2 separate regions of the Pan troglodytes genome follow, and region 1 is linked to region 2. The links are chromatin contacts, called in public HiChIP or PLAC-seq maps. All regions are on one chromosome and are shown on one strand. Each heading gives the region's core, a stretch centred on a gene start, on an enhancer-like site or on the middle of the called end of the contact. The rest is flanking DNA. Distances are from core to core; before and after follow the strand shown.

Region 1 (6,488 bases), core at 392-2,891, 180 kb after region 2:
CTAGGGTTGCAAACACTATAGAATAGAGACACACATTTGATAACCCTATCCAGAAACTGGTCCTCCTAGATCTACCCACAAATATCATTTAAAGCAGGTATGTCTGAGCATATGTAGAACTGCTCACTTAGGTTTGGAAAATATAAATGCCTCCAAATTCAAAAGAATCCTTTAAGATTGTCATTTGAATAAATCAGTAAAAATATAATAATACCTAGATGTTATGTATTATAACACCTATTGATGCAAGCAGGCATATATATATAATTTTCCCCCAAGAATTCTATGAAGAATTGTCAAAATCCACCTAGCACTTTAGGATTTAACAAGATAAACCTACACTCATCCCTCCTTCCTATTGAGTAACAATGAATTTTGCCCAAAATGAGTAAGCAAATAAAATGACCTCATTTTTAGTCTGAGTTGGGGGATATGACTTTAATACTGGGTCTTAGTTTCAAATTCAGGTTCATGAGGCCAGTCTGCAGAGGAAAGGAGGATAGGGAGAATCCTTGGGAGGGCACTGATAAAGAGAGAGGGGTTCTCTAGTAGGGCCAGCTCCCACAGCTAAGTCAGGCACAGACTGTAGCTTTCTGCTCTCTGGCCGACAGCAGCCATAGCATCCTTATTGTTGTAACTCCTAGATTGTGATACTGTCACAAAACTGTTGCTAGGCAACAAATGTGGTTACCAGGTCTCAGCGAATAGCTGAAGGGGAAAGCAAAGTGTTGCACCATTGTAGAGTAACCATAGCAATGACCTACTATTACAGACTAAAGAATTATCATTAACAATGTTAAAGTATCAGACTGAGGCCCTGAATCCGGAGACTTCCAAGCGGTATCTCTCTGCATAATTGAGTGATCTAGGAAGAGATTTCAACTGTTTAAAAGCTATTCACTCATTATTTCTGTGGAAGTCTGTAATTATTTTAATTTTTAATTTTAAAAAGTGCTCATTTATGAAGCCACTGGTAAAATGCTACATAAGCCATCACAGGGAGTCAAAAATAGCTAAATGTATTTCCTCATATGTTCTTATGCTTGCATCCGTGTTATCCGCTGCCTGTGTTAAACTGAAGGTCGATCTGATTTGAAAACATGCTGTACATTAGTATTACATCGAAACCACAGAGAGAAGCTGTAGTAAAATAAAGTAACCCCATAAATTGACAACTAACCTGCATTTTCTAAGTTGAATTCCTCCTGACAAAATGGGAGGCCTAGATGCTCTTTTAGTAGTCACGGCTTTGAAACCTTTTTTTTAGCTGTTCTAAATTTGCCCCTTAAAATCTGTAAAAATGTCGCCCGCCAGGACACTTCAAGGCGTAATCCCTTTTGAATGCGGTCCTTCATTAAGCGTCCCGTATGATTTGGTCTCAGTGACCTAGCTGAGGTAATCGTGTCTAACAGCACAGCTTCCGGGAGACGCAAGAAAAATCATTCCCCCTTCCCCTCCACACCACCCCCTTGGGAAGCAAGGAAACAGGCGCTGTGCGATCCCGCACGCAGGGGAAACCAATCCCCGCGCGCGCCGAGTCTCGGGAGTGGGTGGTTTCCCGGAGGGAGAGGGAGTGGCCCTTCCCGCCCAGCGCTTCCATTGGCCCGGAGAGGCGGAGGCCTCGGGCGGCCAGCCGCGCCTCGGGCGACCCCGGGACAGATCCGGGCCGCGTCCCCGCGTTGGGAGAGGGATGGGGACTGAGGCCGGAGACGCCTAGACGCCGCGGATAGCGAAGTCTGAGTTCCTCTGAGCCAGGGGGCAAGTGACCCCGCAGCCCTAGTTGTGCCCTGGGAGTCGGCTGGCCCGCGCCCGCGAGGGGGCGGGGGTCCTGGCTGAGGGGCGGGGCGCGGGCGGCTGAGGCGGGGCGCAGGCGGGAGGGGCGGGGAGGGGCGGGACCGGGTGGTCGGGAGCCGGGGCTCGGCCTGGCCCTCGCCGCCCTCACCGCGCCCGGCCCCGCGTGGCCACCTGGTAACCGAATGTGTGGTTCTTTGCAGGCACCGACCGTCACGAGCTAACTTCCTGGAAGAGCTTTCCGTCTATTTTCAAATTCTTTACCGAAGCCTCAGAGGCCAAGACCAGCTCCCTGAAGCCGGCTGTGACGCGCCGCTCGCACCGCATCAAGCACGAAGAGCTGTAAGAGGAGCGAGCGCGACGGGGGAGGCCGCCCTGGCGCACGCACCCGCACGCCTCCTCACTGCTTGTGTCGTCGAGCGGACTCCCAGCCCCTCATTAGATTGTTTTCTTCCCAGAGCACAGGGTCGTGATATATACATCTAAATAGCGTTTTGCATTATTTCTAGATGAGTGCAACTGTCAAAGCAATATGGGTTCACTGGTCGTGCTTCCTGCGGGCTGAGCGCGGGCTGAGCGCTGCCAGTCAGCGCTCACATTAAGGCTGACAGCGCCCTGCCTGGCGCGGCCGGCGAGGCTCTAATTGCCCTGACGGAGACCGCGCGGGCGCTGCGGGTCCGGCGGCGTCGGCGCGGTCCTAGTGCCCGCCGTAGCGGAGCCGCTGCTGCTTCCCCCTCCTTAATTATGTCCATCTTTCCCCGCTCTCAACTGGAGCAAACTTCTATTCCAGACTTCAGATTTCCATTTTCACTAGGTTTTTCCCTGAGGGCATCTTATTACCCACCTCTTTTTTTTTTTTTTTTTTAAGGAAGTTCCACACACACTCCAAAGCCGATTTCAAATTCAGAACCTGAATGCCATGATGTACCATGTAGTTTGGGGAGTGCAAATTGTTCTCTCCCTGTTTTCATTTCGGGACCAGAAAAAAAACAACTCTGCATAAAAATCTATAAAGTGCTGAATCCGCATTACTGCTGAAAATCCTTTTGCCAGCTAATTGTGAGAGTTTACACAAGTCTCTGATTTCAGAAGAGACTGTTAAAACCAAAACAATGATGGGCAGCTCTTTTAAGTGTAGGTGTGAAAGGTCCCATTTTCAATGGAATTTCCAACTGTTATCACTGGGATTGACTTTACTTTTTAAACACATAATGTGTACTGAGTGGCATTGTAATTTAGATATAACACACTTAAGTTTTGCTTTTTAAATCTCTCTGTAGAGAAAGATTGTTGTTGTTAATCCTTTCCAGAATGATCTATTCTGAGCTTTCCTGGAGTTAGGCCCTTCTAGGGAGAGAATTTTTTTATTGTCATCAGGAAACGAAACCTTTGTGCTCTGCAGCCTTTTTCTTCTGAAAGGCTAAGTGGGGCTAAAATTATCCTTTTAGTTTTCTGCTTTAACAAGAAGAGAAGGACTTGGTGTGAAAGAATTTCTTCTCTCAGTCCAATGGTATAATTTTTAGCACTCCGCTTCCTCTGTAGGGTTTAGCCCTACAGTTTGAACAATTAAGTATTTTAATCCAGCTAAGATGTGGCCAACACTGTGAAATACAGGAGATGTTAAGGTTTTGCTGACTTTTAGATTAAAATCTTAAAATTTCACATTATATTTTAATTACTTGACAAGTTTAATTACCTAGTAAAGATTGTTTCTAATAGATGAGAACATAAATTTAATAGTTTTCATCCTTTTTTAAAGTGTGTGCAACAATTAATATGCCTGCCTTATTTGAGGACATGATAAAATGTACCCAAAATGACTTCGAACTGTCTAATGCCTCAGAAAAGTAACTTAAAATCAACCACTTCGTGCTTAAATGTTTTTATATTATGAACCGATTTCAACAAGTTTTAAAGCTGTTAATATCTCATTGCTGTGTTTGACATACAAGTACATTCATTGGTTCTATAGTCTTAATGATGACAAATTAAAGATGTTTTTTCAGTGCTCAGGTATGCATATATTTTCGTGTTACTTAAGCAAAATCAACTATATAGGAGGAAAAATAAAAATGGCATTTTATTCAGCTACCAGATGGCTTAAAATGAGTAAACCCCAACAACATCAAGCACATTTGTCTGTGATATTGACCCTTTTTATCCAATCATTACTATTTTAGAAGTAGTGGTGAACTGTGTAAAATAATGGTATCTTCAGCAGTGTTCCGGAATCTTAGTTGAGGGACAAACATTCCTTCCAGTGAGAGATTCAAGAATTGATGTGAATTGAATATATTTTTCAAGGTATTATAAATTGTGTTGTGTTTTCAGTATATGAAAATGTTGACAGGAAACAATTTTATAGCATTTATAAAAAACCAACACTTGTGCAATGCTAAATTGGCGAAGCTTCTGCACCTGAATTAGAGCACAATAAATATGCTGTTTATAAACCAAATCACTGCTATTCCTTCTCTCAAATCATCTCTCCTCTTTTTAAACCTTTACTTATAGCTAGAATAAATCACTATTTAATTGCCTCTAATACTTTAAAACTACTGGATGGTTAGGCCTTGTTTAACTATTTATGGAGAGCTATTTGCAAACTTAAGTTGTGTAAATGTAATTTCTACTTGTGAATCTGAGCTGTAGCAGCCCAGAGGGAGCTAGGCAAACTATTCCAGACCACCAACTGATAAGTGATCAGATTCTTTGTAATGTAGGATTTTTTAACCTGTTGATTATGGGTTTGTTGATATAAATGTAATAATGTTCACCTCGATTTTCCTGGAGTAACAACCAGCAGTTGGTAGTAGCCCACCTGCATGAGGACGGCCAGTGTTAACAATATTTTTGTTCTGATCTTCTTCTTCCCCATTTTTGTTTCCTCAAACCGGTTTTTAGGAGAGTGGAGATTTAAAGTCAGGATGTGGCCTTTTTATTTTAATTATATACTTAATTCTTAGAACAAGTAGAATGGGAAAACAGTGACTGATAAATCTAAGATTCAAAATAGTCCTGTCGAAACTTAAAGGCCAGATTATTGCTTTGGAGCTTTCTGTAGGTACTAGCCATCCCGTCGTTAAATGTTTTCATGGATATTTGAAAAGAAGACCATGTACCTTTAATAACTGTTCTTTTCTCGAGTTTCTGCCTTGTGCTTTGACCTGGATTGCATTATTATTGTTTATGCGAAGTAAAAAAAAAAAAGGAAAGCACAAGCTTTTCCTGTATATTATATTTCCATTTCCATTTTAAAATAAAAACAATTTTCCCAACAACAGCGGTGTTATTATTCTTGCTCAGAAGAATTCTTGCTTATTCACCAATTGCATAGAGACTTTTTAAAGCAAAAACATAAAAGGAAGGATGAGACAGCATCCGTCAATATTTTAAACTTTCTGGCTACTTTTTATTTCTGTTAGTATTGCTGTAAGGTAATATCCTAACTTTAGTTGAGTCACTATTTGGCTTGCACCTTTTACAAAGCTAACATTTCTAAGACAGTTGTTTTTAATATCTTAAATATCTCCTTAGCAAGGAAATCTGAACAACCTATCAATTAAATTGTTGTTTTATAAAATACACTTGAATATGCCATAAATAAATGTGTTTTCCAAGAGGAGTCTGGTGAGTTTAAGTTGCCTCCAAGTTCATGTATATAGGTTCTTGATGTACTGTGTTCGATCTGAAAATAACTTACATTTCTTTTACAGCTTTCTTAAAACCTTTAGCCCCTTTTAGAGATATGCTAACTATATTATCCGTGCTAATAAGTTAGATTTTGTTTGTTTCTCTGGATTATCTGCGGTTCAATCCAAACACGTGTGTCTCTTGTTATAATCATATTTTTTACTGTAAACTGACAGGTTCCTGTTGGTGTCTGTAATCCTAATTCATTTAAGAAAGAGTACTACTACAGAAAGTGTAAAAATTTCTCAAAAACTTTCCACATGCCCCTCTGGAGAAAAAAAATGTCTTTAAATGTGAGACACTCTCATCTTTGAAATATGGGTGGCAAAAAGGGGGATGATGGTGGTGGTTATTTTATTATTACTTATTAGTGGCCATAATAATATAAAATAAAAGACTCCAGGAGGTACTCCCTTTCAAAAATTGAATACTTTCCTTCCTTCCTTATATAGAATGACTGAGTGGGAGTCTCTTGAATTGTTCGTCTTCCTTTTATCTAATATTCTATTAATCTCCAAAAAGATCAGTTTGAGTCTGGGAAAGGGTTTTTAATCAACACTTCACAGAGCTTAAAGCTACCCTACCTAAAGCGTCAGCTTTGTTAGGCGGTTTTAGATTTAAAGCATTGCAACTGTCATGCACTGTACTAAAAGTAAAGAATGTACACCAAGTGGAAGATGTTGAAAAGAGGGGAATAGCACAAAGTCGATTAACGGAGATTCGAGAATAGAAGTAGCCATCAAAGCATTCCAGCATTTATCTCAAAATCTATGTAAGGTTTTTTTAAAAAAGCAACAATGATAGTTTTAAACCACACACTTAAGAGGGATGAATGTTGATTTAATTGATTCATTTGGATCGATGTTTTTAAAGTTTCACACTACTGATCTTTCATGTAGTGATGTCTTTAGCAGTCAGTGGTCTGACATGAGCCTTCTCAGATTTCATCAGTGGGACTCTCCATGACGTCTAAAATTATGCAACAGCCTATGCAATGGTAACTT
Region 2 (6,116 bases), core at 2,024-4,523:
CATTAATTATATATTAAAATGCATCCCCTCATAAAATCTCTAAAGATGTATTTTTTTCTGTTTGACTACTGAAATAAAATTTGATATCTCACCACCTAGGACATGCTTGTAAATTTTTTGCCACTCTGTATGGTATTATTATATATCTCTGGTTACTTAAACTTGTTTTAATTGTAACTTTGATTTTTAACTTGCAGTATATGTACAAATTTCAAATTTTTCAAAATAATCAAAAAATTAAACATAAAAAGATTACTAAAGATATACTTTGTTTTAGGCAAAAGTGTTTCTTTTCTGAGGAATAAAACAGATATATTAAAAAGTATATAATTTCTGAATAAAAAAAATCTACTAGCTGTCTCTTACTCTTCCTCAATCCCTGCCCCAAGGTAATATAAATGAACAATATATATTGGCTAATAAGCAAGCATTAACTCCCACTGGTAAATATGAGCAGTTCTTAATGTTAATTAAAATCAGTAGCTAAAGAAATTATATCAGAAGACTAATATTTCCTTTATGCTGTATTTTTTCTTTACAACTTTTAATAATATTGAATTATTATTGAAAGTATAATACAGTTATATCATCTTAACGAAAATGTTTTTGGTATAATAAGAGTCTATTAAAAATGCATTATGCTCAATTATTTGGTATGTATGTATGCTTGCTTAAGTATATGGAAACTCTTAGTGAATAATCCTTGCAGATATGATATGCATGAACAGTTGTTTACTTATTAGATACTCAGATGAATATACATATGTTAAGGAAATATCTTTCTTTGAAGTTATTTATCTTTTATATTCTTTTTCTGCCTTTAAGCATTTTATGAGAATCCTGTCATTTGTGTCTGTTAAGAACACATACGCAAAACAAAATTTGTATTTGAACACTTTAATGTAGGCTTTAGAAAGTTAAAGCTAAAAGCTCACATTTTAAAATTTATCTTTGTATGGTGTCTGTGTACATATATTTCCAAACTCTTTGAGATGTTCTAGAAAGGAATCAAATGTATTTATGGGTATGTTAATGCTGGTAATAGAGTACATGGGTTACAAACCTTTTCCATTTCTTTTGACCTTGTAGGAATAATAACAGCTCTGAATCACTATTTCTGTCCGGCTGTGTACAAACCTAGCTCCACTGTCTTCATAATCCTAACCCAGCATCTCTTTCATGCAACAGGCATGGACCTGCTTACCTTTCCCGTTTTCTACAAAAAGAAAAACCTGACCAGGGACGTTTATTCATACATTCCCCAAATCAACACATAGAAATATTTTGGGTTAAGTCTAAAAAATTCTTATGTCCAAAAATGGAAGCTTTTCTCTTTTTTTTTTTTTAACTTTTAAGTTCAGGAATACATATGCAGGTTTTTTATGTAGGTAAACTTGTGTATGAGGGTTTGTTATACAGATGATTTCATCACAAGGTCTTAAGCCTAGTACCCATTTGTTATTTTTCCTGATCCTCTCCCTCCTCCCACCCTCCACCCTCCACCCTCTACCCTCCAATAGGCCCCAGTATGTGTTGTTCCCCTCTATGTGTTCATGTGTTCTCATCTTACATCTTAGCCTTTAGAATTTATCCCTCTTTTTGGGTGGGGGGGGCGGTGAGGGAGGAGAGGGAATTGATGTAGGAGAGTTCTAGGGTGGGTTTAGAAATCTCACATCACTTTATGCCTATATTAATAACAAATAACCACCAAGTAGTCTATTGTTGAATTAAAGATGAAAGCTGTAGTATCCATGAAAACAAAAATTTGTAAAAGACATGAAAGAACATAACAACTTTATATGTATAATGTTTTTGTCTGTTGAAGAGCTGCAGAAAATTACTTGATGTTTAGTGCCAGCTGCAGTAGCATGCTAAACTGCACATGTTCCACCAAGGAAAAAACAAGTCCTCATTCCTCGTGGATAGGCACACAAATTTGACTTTTCACTATCACCTATCTAAGCAGGCACCTGTTATTACTCATGTGGGATAATACTCCATTTCCATTGGAGATTTTTGTGAGAAGTAACTCATAATTGTTAATGCAACAAAATGTGTGTCCATACAATTAGCATGAATGTAAATATGTCCATCTACATTTTATTTCCTTCTGGATGTTAGCGAAATACTGTTATATGTAAGAAGGGGGTTTTTGTTGTTGCTGCTGTTCTTTGATTCTTAAAGATTTTAGTAGTCTTGCCATCATTATGCTTCTTTAAAAACTCAATAGTAAGCATTTTAGAACTTTTTCTAAATTTGAATAGTTGAAGTTTCAGCTTCTGTTTTAACCAGAATTTATTGTAAATGGCCAAAATACCTATCTACTGCTAAACATCATTCTGGAATTCTGTTTATGCCTGCTAAACTATTGCATTTGCATCTTCATCCTTTTAAAGATGGAGCAACTTAAATGCACATAGGAATCTTTTTATAAAAGCATAATTATGTCTTGTGCTTTTTAAAATGCAAAACTAGTCCTATATGCGTTTTGGTTTATGTGAAAAAGTAATTCACAAATGGACTTCTCTATAAATACATGTTTTAAATAGCCTTGAATTTTTCTTGCCTTGTACTTTTTATGTAAATAAAATTAAGCAATTGTTTATCTTATTAATTTGCTTTTTATTAGAAGCTTATTTGATACATACATACCCAGTCCTCCTGGCTTTTTGGTTTTTCCTGTTTATCATTTTTATTTGTATGGATGTTTTCTTTTTCATTGTGATTTCTTTTTTGCCCCCATTTATGTGTCATCTATGACAAAAATTGCTGTTAATAAATAAGTGACACTATGTCACAAAACAAGAAGCTGACTTTACCTGTTTGGCACATATATCACTCTCTAGATACCTAATTTGTCTTTTAAAAATAACTTAAATTTTCTTATAAGATTTATCAGAGAAAATATATCTTGACTTAAATTTTATAAAATATATTTAGTGTTTTTTAATATTTGAATTTTGTGTTGCATTTTTTTCCAAAGAGAGGATGTATATTTATTTGTTCTTCAGATTTAGGATTCAATATTCAGAATATGCATGGTAAAAGTTATAGCATTTTCAAAATCAGTCTCTAATACAGGCTAAATATACTAATTTCCTAATAACAATAAAAACAGAAAGTGTCTAAAAATTCTTTACCGGTTGAATTATAATTTTGGTTGTATTTGAAAACCTTCAGACTTCGTTCTGGCCATTCCACTTTAGCCATTCAGGCCATGCTGCCTGTATTGTGTATTCAGCAGTTCCTATTAGATGTCTTCACAGTGAGTGATTCTGCAGGGCTTGCTGACACCCGCTTCATGCATGGCCTGCTGTGCTGGGTGGAATTTTTTTTCTGAGCTGCCTGAAACATTAAAGACATCTTGGCCATGTCAGTCTGTGTACAGTGTGTGTGCATGTGCCCTCACATGTGCACATTCCTGAGCAAGTCAGTATTAAATAAATGATGTGGGTGTGCTTTTATATACATGTAAAGTCTAAAATTTGAATAATGATGAATTTATCATGTATTACAACATATATTTTTAATAATTTAGTTCAGCTAACATTAGCAACTTTTCTCTAGCTTTTATTGTCTGTGGTTATTGACACTAGGGGGCACTGCTTATCCTTGGTTGCATCTTTCTTCAGGAAATGAATAAAAATACTCAGCTGATTTCTGTGCTCTCACTTTAATTAACAATTGAATTTAGAGAACTCTAGGCTGTTTGATCCTTTGTTATTTTGGTTTTATTTCTAATGCCTATATGTAGTGCTAACAAAGGGGGTTGGAGCTATTGGTTCTCACAAATAAATAGAGTATCCAGTGTCCCATACAGTAACTTTTTCTTCCATTGGAAATGTCATTCTTGGCAAAACCAGAAGGGCAAGTTTGCCCAGTGATGAGGCTTAGATCCCTTGCCAGCTGTGCTTCTAGCCAGCAAGTGTGATGAACAGCTTTAGAAATCAAGTGAGAGAAAGCATTCAAGAGTTAGTGTGATTCATTTGGATAAAGGTCAAAAGAAAGATAAGCAAAGGATTAAGAATGAAGAGCACAAATAGCAATAATTTGTACCTTTTTACTTATAAAAATTACTGTCAGTGATCCTATTTGTAATTTTTCACATGTTCGTAGTTCAAAAGTAACTTAAAGTCTTTTAAAACTATATTAAAGATTGCATTTCATTCTCTATTTCAGCTGATCATTTAAAAATGAAAGAGAAAAATTGATGTGCTACCATTCCTAACTCTATTTATAGATTAGAGCTGTGGCTACTAGTTGAAAATCAAGTGACAACATAATTAAGTAAACATTTTCAATCGATAATTATAGCTTGAAATCTTTTTAAAATATAAAGATTTGCTCCATTTATTTTTTAGAATTTTAGTGTCCATTCTAAGCCTAAATATTCATGTTTCAATCTGTAGCACCACCTGTAATCTCTAAGGACATTAATAACATTTTTGTTTTAATACACACTTTTAAAATAAAACTCCCTCCTCTCCCGTCTTGTCCCCCATCTTCCAAATGTAGAAAGCAATCAGTAGCCTAAGGAATATAGACAACTATTTTACACTGTTCTCCTAATTAATTAAACATCCCAGAACTGGTAAAATTTTATATCCTTCTCCTCTAGAGTTATAGCTGTATCTGTGTGTGTGTGTGTGTGTGTGTGTGTGTGTGTGTGTGTGTGTGTGTGTGAAAATATGCAGTTAAATCATGCCCTATTTTTATTAGCTAAAGGTATTGATTTTTAACATGAGTAATTTGAATAAAGTATTCTTGCAGATTTTAAAGTTTTCGTAGCATATGTTTTACATCCTGACTGAAAAGGAACAAAAAAGATTACCACTATAGTCAAGCTTGGTCTAAACACCAGTAAAATAACTGAGTATTATAAACACATGGGCAGTTTTAAATAAAATTTTTAAATACCTTTGCTTTGTAGCACATTAAATTGATTTCTCCTATATAGGTACTTCAATTAGAAATTATTTAAAATTTTTCAAAGAGAAATAGATATGTGCATTATCCTAGGTTGATTTTTTCTGTTCGCATTTTTCAAAGTGATTTTTTGATAGTGCTTATTGAATAACATATACTTTTGAATATATTTTTAGTGACTAGTTTTAAATAATTACCTGGAAAAAATATATCCCAAGATAATATACAGTTCAGGGGGAAATGCTGTTATTTTTCATGCTGGTATTTTTTTTCTAATTATTTCTATATAACATCATAAAAACATTAGCCAATGTAGGTTCATCTCAGATCTTTAGTAATAGATCTGTGACTTACTAATAATAGATACTACCTAGTTAGACCTTATCAGTTCATAAACAAAACAGTGATTAATCAATATGGGGCAGCTTTTGTTATATTCAACGCTTTATAATTTGAAATGTTAGTTTCCTGGTACTAACCATGTACAAGCAATCAGATGCCAGCCCATTTATAATAGGTTTTTCTCCTCCTAGCAGGATGTTGCTTTTGGCTATAAAAAGTTAATTTCAGATCCTGATATAGTTGCATTAATTTTTGAGACATTGGCTAGGTGTAGTACAGCAAAGAATAACATGAACATCACACCACTGTGCTGTAGCTAATTGTTTATTACCTCAAGCCAGAGAAGCAGTGTTAATGTGAAGGCTGTAGTATGTCTATAGAAAAGATGGAAACTGACAGAAAGGGTCTTAGAGACAGCTTCGTAAGAGTCTTGAAAGAGGACCATAACAAGGAGAGGGGGAAAGAAAACAACAACAACACTATCTAAAGGGATATATTTTGATACTTACAGTTCTGGATATCTTTGTAATTTTTATGATTGAAATAAATTATTATCTTGAATAACAGACCCCATTCTCTATCCAAACATCTTTGCTTCAGAATGGGAAAGCTCATTGCAATGTTATCTTTTCAGGACCATAAGTGTTCTCTAAAAAACATATGACTGAGATGTTCATCAGCTGGGATGTTTGTTGCAATTCACCAATAAATTTGAATAATTTGACATAATTTCTGACAAAGATGAATGTTTCCACATTCATTTCCATAGTAAGGCAGTATCTACATGAAGAAACCAGTTTGACTGACTTGACCTGCCAAATTGATCAGAAAAAGAATAAAACAACAGC

What was found. HiChIP or PLAC-seq counts read pairs in DNA pulled down with a chosen protein or histone mark.
Region 1: a contact with region 2 is called in an H3K4me3 HiChIP or PLAC-seq map of stem cell-derived excitatory neurons, with 8 times the contacts expected there. The contact joins two enhancer-like sites. A contact is called at or near these places in 3 of 7 Hi-C or Micro-C datasets (induced pluripotent stem cells and stem cell-derived neural progenitor cells), 1 of 1 datasets of contacts at active chromatin or transcription factors (stem cell-derived excitatory neurons) and 1 of 1 other capture datasets (stem cell-derived neural stem cells).

The regions. Positions count from the first base shown.
Region 1 is chr4:22,513,005-22,519,492 of NHGRI_mPanTro3-v2.0_pri, forward strand. It overlaps ARB2A (ARB2 cotranscriptional regulator A), which reads left to right. Exons shown (of 9, transcript XM_063810257.1): 9 at 1,995-5,072. The coding sequence ends at 2,137. Among named protein-coding and RNA genes, the nearest start is that of NR2F1, 37 kb to the right of the region's middle. Within about 2 kb of position 1,642, at least 21 of the 24 cell types and tissues checked have an H3K27ac peak or open chromatin away from gene starts, as enhancers often do. A contact at or near this core is called in stem cell-derived excitatory neurons, where this site is marked.
Region 2 is chr4:22,331,143-22,337,258 of NHGRI_mPanTro3-v2.0_pri, forward strand. All of the region lies in intron 6 of ARB2A (ARB2 cotranscriptional regulator A), which reads left to right. Among named protein-coding and RNA genes, the nearest start is that of POU5F2, 59 kb to the right of the region's middle. Within about 2 kb of position 3,274, at least 5 of the 24 cell types and tissues checked have an H3K27ac peak or open chromatin away from gene starts, as enhancers often do. A contact at or near this core is called in stem cell-derived excitatory neurons, where this site is marked.